2 separate regions of the Mus musculus genome follow, and region 2 is linked to region 1. Evidence: chromatin contacts called from public Hi-C data. All regions are on one chromosome and are shown on one strand. The core of a region is the stretch at or near the end of the contact, and the rest is flanking DNA. Distances in the headings are between cores, read along the strand shown. Region 1 holds the start of Itpka (inositol 1,4,5-trisphosphate 3-kinase A). Region 2 overlaps Mapkbp1 (mitogen-activated protein kinase binding protein 1).

Region 1 (4,287 bases), core at 1,503-4,002:
GGAGGTTGAAAGTCAGCCAGGGCTGTCAAGATGGCTCAGTGGTTAAGAATGGTTAAGACTGCTCTTCCAGAGGTCCTGAGTTCAATCCCCAGCAACCACATGGTGGCTCACAACCATCTAAAATGAGATCAGATGGCCTCTCCTGGTGTGTCTGAAAACAGCTACTTTGTACTTACATAAAATAAATAAATAAATAAATCTTTAAAAGAAAAAAGAAAGTCAGCCTAGGCCACATATCTGGACTCTGTCTCAAAAACCAGATACTTTGTTTCCTATGACAGTTAGCTGGTCTGTGGCCAAAGCAGAATGACTCGGTGGCCTAGCTCAGAACAATCCCTCAAGGACCCCCCAAAACCTTGACATAGTCCTCTATGCCCCAGCTCTATGCCCCTTGTTCCCTTCCAGACCTTTTGTTTCTCAGCACACAGGAGGCCACCACCCCACACACTCCATAAACTGATTTCCTTCACATCCCTTCTACTCAAGCAACAAGAAGTGGAGGAAGCTGGGTATGTTAGCTTACATCTGAGGCCCTGGTATTGGGAGGCTGAGGCAGGAGGATTACTAGACTTGGAGGCTTACTATTTATTAGTTTATTATGACCTATCCAGGCCTTGCCTCAGTATGGAAGTTCCCTCTGTTTTCTGCCTGTCCTTATTCATCTAACAAAATCCACCTAGACAGCACATACTGTTGTTATTGTTGAGAAACGGTTTCATGTAGCCCAGGCTGGCCAGCTTATAACTATGGATGGATGGCTTGAATCCCTGATCCTTCTCCTTCTGCCTAATAGAAGGTAGCATAGACATTCTCTGTGGCCCACAGCAACATTCTTTGGTTCCTGCTAAACTTGGGTGAGGACGTGATACAAGAAAAATAATTGTTCTGGGATTTCTCTCAGCTGCTAGGCTAGACCTTCAGCCTACTAGTCCAGCATTGTCCACACACTGCCTGGCACACAGGTACCCAGTAACATGCTCCCTCCTCCCTCTTCCTATTTTCCTCTGTCAGGTCCCAGTCTACCCTCTGAGATTCCCTGCTACAAGCTGGCATAGCTCTGGGCTCAAACACTCAGACATGCACACCTCTGCCCCAGAAAACGTTTCCAGGAGTCCATGCTGTTTCTTCACTTCTCCAAGGAGGAAGCAAGTGTTCAGACTGTGGTTTCCTTTCTCTTTTGCTTTCATTCCTCCCACACACCTCCTCCTCCTCCTCCTTTTTTTTTTTTTTTTTTAATTCCAAAATCTATACAGAAGCTGAGTGGCAGCTGCAGGCACTGTGATGACCTGGGCTGTCAAAGCCTCCCCATTACTCTGGCATGCAGTTGGAGATCCCATGGCTACAAGCAGCCACCGCCCCTGGAAACACCCCCCCCCAACTTCTCCCTTTATCAGTCAGTCATCTAGAGATCTTCTCTCTTTGCGAAAGGTTCTCCTCCTCCCTCTTAACTTCTGGCTGAAGAGAGAAAAGGCAAGTCTCATACTTAACCCTGGGCTTGCCCCAGCAATCCCAGGGTTGTTGTTCTAGGTGTTCCATGACAGGACCCTCAATTCTTTTAGGGGAAGGCAGACAAGTCTGGCTTCTGCTCACAGTAGCCTTGAAGTTCAGCTGAGCACCTGCAAGCAGAGGCCAGAGACCCATTCAGAGATGACAAGAAGGATTTCCAGTGTCTGAACTTCTACATCGGTGTTCTCTTTTCAGTATGCAGCCATAACTCTAGGCCGTGTGAAGTTTTTCTTCTGTTTACAGATAGGGAGATGGATAGAAGGAGTGAGCCAAGATAGGGTGGCCCGAGACACTGGCTGTCTATTACAACACTAAAAAACACTCGCATTTTTGGAGCACCAAGACTTTTTCGTTCCTTTCATGCTGGGCATGGAATCCAGTTCTAGTCGCGTACTACGCAAGTGCTCTACCGCTGAGCTACGCACTCAACACCCATCTCTAAAATTTTACTCTCAGAGCAACCCTGCAGCTCCGCGACGAAGGAGATTCAGCAGTTCAGAGAGGCGAAAGGACTCCTTTTGAAACCACAAAGCTCCAAAGGGGCAGGAGGGGGAGGAGGAGAAGAAACAGCTAGTGGGGGGCTGGAGAGGGGCGGTGGAAATGCAGGCCACCACCGGCTGTGATACTTGGAGAGAGTCAGACTCCGCCTCTTGACCTTGTTCTCTGCCCGCTGGGAAGTGGAGAGCTTCGAGGGGTGGGGGTGGGGAGCAGTCTCAGCTCGACCCTGGCCACAGACTCTAGTTGGGCACACTCCTTGAGGTGTGGCTTCCTTGGGTGGCTGACGGCCTTGAACTCCGAATTAAGGGGCCCAGGCCAGAGAAAAGCCCCAGAGACTCAAAAGACTTTGACCAGGAAGGTTGGAACACGGAAAGGAGCCCGAGGAAGCGAGTGAAAGAATGGGCACAGCTTCTTCCTGTGCAGATTAAGACCTCTGGTTCCCATTGAAGGAATCCCTCAAAAGCCGCGGGAGGGCACTGGGCTCAGGTGCGGGGCAGGTCCCTTCTGCCACCTTGAGGGCAGGTCTAGAGATAAGGCGGGGGCCGGACCTGGGACTTCCACGTTACACTCGGGACACTGCAAGCCTCCTGCAGCAGCGAGGGCCCCCGGAGGCCCGCGCTTTCTCAGAAAGTGAAAGGAGTGGGCGGGGGGCGCGGCCGGGGCGGGGCGCGGCCGGGCGGGCGTTGCCGAGGCTCCGCCCCGGGGCAGTCCCAAGCCCGGGGCGCTGAGCGTCTACAGTCCCCGCCGCGCCGCGGGCTGGTGGGCTCGGCTGCGGCTCCGGTGCCGGGAGATGACCCTGCCCGGGCGCCCGACGGGCATGGCGCGGCCACGGGGCGCGGGGCCCTGCAGCCCCGGGCTGGAGAGGGCTCCGCGCCGGAGCGTCGGGGAGCTGCGCCTGCTCTTCGAAGCGCGCTGCGCCGCAGTCGCCGCTGCAGCAGCCGCAGGGGAGCCCCGGGCCCGCGGGGCCAAGCGGCGTGGGGGACAAGTGCCCAACGGGCTCCCGCGTGCTGCCCCTGCCCCGGTGATCCCTCAGCTCACTGTGACAAGCGAGGAGGATGTGACCCCGGCCAGCCCAGGGCCGCCAGACCAGGAGGGGAACTGGCTCCCAGCTGCGGGGTCGCACCTGCAGCAGCCACGCCGCCTCTCCACCTCGTCCCTCTCCTCCACCGGCTCCTCGTCGCTGCTCGAGGACTCGGAGGACGATCTGCTGAGCGACAGTGAGAGCAGGAGCCGCGGCAACGTGCAGCTGGAAACCAGCGAGGACGTGGGGCAGGTACGGGCCGCGGGGGCGGGGCCAGCGGGGGCTGCGCGCCGGGGACTCCGCTCTCTGCTCTGCTCTGACCGGCTTGCGTTCCCCGCCGAGAGCCCAAGCGGGGGACAGGGGGCATGGGGGCGGAGAGGGAGCCCAGGACGACCTCTCGCCTTGGTTCTTTTTCGGGGGCTAGGCAGGCGATGGTAACTGAGTGCCTGGGCGTCTAAAGGAGGTTGAGGAGTACGCGACCCACGGAGCGGGAGCCGGCGGGTCGGCTGGCGTACCTGGGTAACTGTCAGGTAGGGCTGGAGAGATCAGAGCGGGGTAGCCTTGCCCCGGGAGCCCTGAGAGAAAAAGGGGCGCGTGAGCTTTTCCCTCTCCTCCCCCTCTCGGTGCCGCGGCCCCACCCCCGCCGTTGCCACGGTTTCCCTCTCTTGAGTGGGAGTGGAGCGGAGCTCCTGGCTCTGCTCCGGAGCCGCTGCCGTCTGCTCCCCGCGCGCGCACGAGGCGTGGATGCGGGAAGGGAGGGGCGCAGGGCTAGAACCGAGCGGAACCAAGATCCACCTGCTGCGTCCCCCCTCCTCGCCCTGGCCTACTGCTCCTAAGTGTCCTGGGAAAGGTAAACTGAGGCTGACAAGAGCTTGCTAGTCTCTGTATGGCAATGTGAATGTTCCCGGGCCAATTTAACCGGCAGCTATCACCAGCCAGTGTGAGGTGAAGTCATTATTCGTGGTATGGCCCTCCTTGACTGGAGGTTGAACTCAGGGCCTCAAACACAGTAGGCAAGCACAACCACCACTGAGCTACATCCTAGCCCTCTTTTCTTGACACTAAATTGCCAAGTTACAGTGAAACACAGTCTATAGCCTATTCGGGCCTTGAACCTGCGATCCTCTTGTGTCAGTAATCTCCCTTGTTTTAACCATGGCCAGATAACTAAACTAACTGCCTGTGGACTGTGCAGCGTTGCTCTAGATGCATTTTACGCAAGCGTTCCTCGAGTGGAAAGAGAGAGAGAAAAAAACCGGGAA
Region 2 (4,780 bases), core at 283-2,782, 270 kb after region 1:
AACCACCCATAATGAGATCTGACGCCCTCTTCTGGTACATCTGAAGTCAGCTACAGTGAACTTATGTATAATAATAAATAAATCTTTAAAAAAAAAAAGAAGGAAGCTTATTTTGGGCGTATTTTGGTTGAAGCAGAAGCCCACCATGGCTGGGAAGTCACAGTGCCAGGGGTGAGGTAGCTGTGCACATCGCATCAGAGACACGAAACTCCCGCTCAGCTTCCTTTCTTCTTATTATTCAACTCAGGACCTCAGCTTGTCGCTTTGTGGCATCTGCCCTACTCAGTTAAACCATTTTGGATACTCACAGACATGCCCAGGGGTACGTTAGTGCGGTTCTAGGAAAGCCTGGGAAGTAGACAGTAAAACACAGTGGCCACCGTGCTGTCATGTCGATGTGCACAGGGCTCTGAGAGGCTCTGTGACGCTCCTTCTACTTTACGGATGAGAAGGAGGAGACCGAGGTTTTCGAAAGGAAAGAAACAAGTTCAAGGCCAGATAGTATATTAGCAGACAGACCTACCTGACCACAGTGATCTTCATCTTCCTCCCAGTGCATTGCCCTTGGGCATCAGGGAGGGAGTTATGGCTGTAACATGGGGGAGCCATGGGCCTGCCCTGCAGCTCTGAATCATAGCTCTCAAGGTTTGCAGCTGAGCTTGGAGGTCTTATAGTTAGTGATTTAGTTTGTGTTCGCTCTTTCTTTCTGCCTGCCTGCCTGCCTGCCTGCATGCCTGCCTGCCTGCCTGCCTGCCTGCCTGCCTTCCTTCCTTCCTTCCTTCCTTCCTTCCTTCCTTCCTTCCTTCCTTCCTTCCTTCCTTCCTTCCTTCCTTCCTTCCTTCCTTCCTTCCTTCCCTCTCAAGCTCTCATGTATTCCACACTGGCCTCAAACTCACTATGTAGCCCTTAAACTTCTGATCCTCCTGCCTCCACGTTCTGAGTGTTGAGAATATAGGCATGTACCACCACACATGCTCGGTTTATTAATGACTTAAAGCTTTATTTATACCTTCCAAAAATCTCGAGTACCAGTCTTCCTGGAGCTGGGGACTTAACAGTAAACAACACACAAAAATAGAATCTCTGCTGAGTTAGATCTGTCGTGCTAGGCACTCCTCTCAAAGCATATTATGTAAAGATGGTAAGTTGCTACATGCTTTGGAGAAGGAGTTGGCCATGGTGGTAAAGCGCAGTAAAGAATGTGAGAAGTGACAGTTAATAAAGGACTAGAGGCTGGCATTGAGTCATGGAGGGACTTTCACTGCGCCTCCCTGTTGCCCTTCTGATTTCACTTAGCCTGAAGGAAATCTGAAGACACATTGTTTCTGGTTGACCCTCCCGGGCCTGCCCATGTGTTTGCCTCTCTACTCCGTGGTTCCTGATTGTCCTTTGGCTTTGACTCTGGAGGCTGGAGAGTGGTAGGAGATGGCTCCTGTGAGAGAGAAGGAAGCAAGCCTGGGCCTGTGCAGGGATGGGAATGCAGAGGGCTTGGCCCTTCCTGGCGCTGGTGTCCCACAGCATGACTCTCCTAAACTGAGGCCCTAAGGGACTGAGGCCTTACCCTCCCTCTGTAAAGATGAGCAATCTCTCTGTGCCCTCAAGTTCTAAGTTACAAGAGTCAGCCTGTTGCGCCAGCCCAACCCAGCAGTCTTTGTTGATGATTTCAGTGAATATTGCTGCAAGGGCTTACCCTGCTGGGCAAGGACATTGGAAGTGAAGGGCCAATGACTGATGCCAGTTGTGTCCCACCCTCCTCTCCCTAGATGACTACGTTGCCTGTAGGCCCTCTTGTTTACTTGGAAGGACATGGGCACAGCTCTTCATAGAGAAATACATATGTGCTTTTTCTCTCTGAGGGGTTGTTTTCCAGTCTGAATAAATCTGGGTAAAAAGTTTAAAGGCCTTACCCTGTGTATTTCTATCCCTGCCATGCCAGAGAATTTCCTGGCATGAGACAAGGGGAGGAAAAGGAGGTGGAGTAGGGTTTGCTCATCTACCTGTAGCCAGTCATCTTTCTGCCTGCATTGTGTATACACACATAAACATACACACACTCACACACTCACACATATACACTTAAACATATACTCATACACACACACACACAAAAAACCCGCACACTTATACACACATTCACACACACACACACACACACACACACACACACACACACACACACACACAGTGTTGTGTGAACTTGAACTTAGGAGATGGAGGAAACATAAGAAATTGTATTCCATGAAGACTTGAAAGGTTTTCTTGTTTTGTTTATAACAGGATTATATACAGCCCAGGCTGACCTCACATCCACTATGCAGCTGAAAATGACTGAACTCCTGACCCTCCTGCCTCCACCTCCCAAGTGCTGTGATTATATGTGTGTGCCACCAGAACAAGTTAAAGGCCACTGTGCTGCTTTAGGGTGACAGACTTCAGGGAACACTCACAGGCAGGGACCACAACATGAAGTTGTTCTGCATTTAGATCATAGCTGGTGTCATTGTGTCACCAATGCATTTAGAGGAAGTCTGTCGCAGAGAGTGGAAGCCCTTTGCCCTTGTTCATCCGTTTCTAGTCAGGAAGCTAGTAGCCTCTAAGGTCAGACCAGCCAGCCGCCTTTACTAGAGCTCAGCCTGTAGAGGGCTCGTCACAGGTCAACAGAGATTGGGAGAAGGTTCAGAAAACAGCAGCCACAGAAAACTCTGTGGGTTCTAAATAGATGATGGCAGGCCTAGAGGATATTATTCTGCACATTATAAGCAGCCTTTGAATTGTAAGTGATGTGCACTTTCATGTGTGCTTTCACAGACTGTTCAGACGTGACAGGATACAAGGTTTCCAGAGCCCTTGCTTTAGTCATGGTTCATGTTTGGGGCAAGGTTTTACTTTGTAGCTCAGTCTTGCTTTGAACTCAATATATTGTACATTGCATATTTGAAGAATCAAGACTTCGTTCTTCAGCCTACCAAATGCTGATATGACAGGTATACCCCTAAACATGGCTTTTGTCATATCTAAGACCCTCCTGACCATGGCATTTTAAAGGGAAATTCAGGAGATCAGAACTTGAGGTAAGAAGTGAAAAGAAAGCCGGGCAGTTGTGGCACACGCCTTTAATCCCAGCACTTGGGAGGCAGAGGCAGGCGGATTTCTGAGTTGGAGGCCAGCCTGGTCTACAAAGTGAGTTCCAGGACAGACACAGCTACATAGAGAAATCCTGTCTCGAAAAACCAAAAAAAAAAAAAAAAAAAAGAAGTGAAAAGAGAAAGGAATAAGGAATGGGGCAAAGGGATCAGGAAAGAGTGGGATTGGGGATAAAAGGAAGAAAACCACTGAGGAACGGCTGGTCGGGCAGGGCAGTTAGTGGTGATGAGACCTAAGACTGTCTGTTGGTCAGCTGGAAGTTCTGGATGTGTTTGGTCCCATCAAAAGTCTAGTGTCCCCAGGGAATATGTGGGCTCTGTATATTGGATTCATTTACTGAGCCTGAGATGCTAAGTACGGATTATCAATATGCACCTCTACCTAGTTTCCACTGCAGTCGGTGCTCTTTCTTCTTCCACTCTATGGTATGGCAGCCTCCAGGCTTGCTCTTGTCTGCTGTTCCACCGGTAAGAGGTTAGGCAGCCAGACAACAGGCCTGGTGCCTGCTCATCACCACAGAGCCTGCCTCGAGCACTGTCTGGCCCTTGACCTGTAGCTTACTGCTGCTGATTCTGGCCATTCAGCTTCCCTCGCCAAAGCTGCTCAGGACAGTCTATCTGGATTCGATCCCAACTGGACGCCTGTTGCCTTCGAGGAAAAGTTGCTCAGCCCTTTTTTGTGAACTAGGACAAACCTTTACTTGTCTTGCTCTAGTGGCCAGAAAGCCCTGCTTAGGCCCTGAAGCTAGGCGTCCTTTGGCTCAGTTGGAAGCTTTGTAGCCTTCCCAAGTCATTCCCAAGGTCCTCCCAAGCTATCTCTGCTCCCTCCACCTCCAGCTTAGGCCTCCTTGCAGTTCTAGCCCCTAGCATAGCCCGTGTGTTCTTTCTTACTCAGTAGGTAGAAGCATACCATCTCTAACAGTGATTAAGACATGTGGCTCCAAGCCTGAGAACCAGTTGCAAGCTGAGGCCTGAGCTGATCAAATCACATTAACTCTTCCATCTTCCATTCATTCCTTGGGATATGTTCAAAGGCTGGGGGAAGGCCCTGTCTCTGCTGTCCTTTAGGAGTATGATCAGAGATGGGACTGACAGTCAGGGTCCTGGTGACTAGGCTTCTGGTGGAGAGCCTTTCTATTATGGGAATCTGATAATAGACCCTTTTGGGTGGAGACTCCGACCTGTTCCCTCTGCTGGGTGACCAGAAGTCTCAGTGGGCTCCTGAGGAAGCTATGGTTCAGTGTGACATCTCACTCATCTCCTCAGGTGTGTGGTCGTCCTCTTCAATCCCCGGAAGCACAAACAGCACCACATCCTCAACAGCTCCAGGTGTGTGGGCCTGGCCTCAGGGGCTGGGGGTGACCGTGGCCGGGGGCCTGAGGCCCTGTGGCCAGATAGGGACGCGCATATACACTCTTGAGTTTGTTGGCCTTGCCTTTGGGAAATATGCATGAAGGATGGAGGAAGGGAGGTTGGGGAAGGGGGCACAGTCTAGGGTCAACCAAACCTGCCCCGTCTCTTGTAGGAAAACCATTACTGCCCTTGCCTTCTCCCCTGATGGCAAGTACTTGGTCACTGGAGAGGTAAGTGAAGAACAGGGTGGCAATATTGTAGCTTATGGACACCCTGCCTTCAAC

The links. A called contact is a pair of places that touch in the nucleus more often than the background predicts.
Region 2: a contact with region 1 is called in a Hi-C map of cortical neurons, with 2.6 times the contacts expected there. The contact joins the enhancer-like site here to the promoter of Itpka in region 1. A contact is called at or near these places in 1 of 39 promoter capture datasets (hippocampal neurons), 1 of 484 Hi-C or Micro-C datasets (cortical neurons), 4 of 115 datasets of contacts at active chromatin or transcription factors (embryonic forebrain, embryonic hindbrain, embryonic stem cells and 1 more) and 2 of 9 other capture datasets (adipose tissue and pancreatic islet).

The regions. Positions count from the first base shown.
Region 1 is chr2:119,739,585-119,743,871 of GRCm38.p6, forward strand. Itpka (inositol 1,4,5-trisphosphate 3-kinase A) reads left to right here and starts at 2,753. Exons shown (of 7, transcript NM_146125.2): 1 at 2,753-3,277. The coding sequence starts at 2,795. It overlaps Gm25857 (a small nucleolar RNA gene), which reads right to left and starts at 1,372; the gene lies at 1,244-1,372.
Region 2 is chr2:120,006,334-120,011,113 of GRCm38.p6, forward strand. It overlaps Mapkbp1 (mitogen-activated protein kinase binding protein 1), which reads left to right. Exons shown (of 30, transcript NM_011941.3): 3 at 4,410-4,472; 4 at 4,669-4,726. Among named protein-coding and RNA genes, the nearest start is that of Mir7665, 8.8 kb to the right of the region's middle. Within about 2 kb of position 1,533, at least 27 of the 459 cell types and tissues checked have an H3K27ac peak or open chromatin away from gene starts, as enhancers often do. A contact at or near this core is called in adipose tissue and cortical neurons, where this site is marked.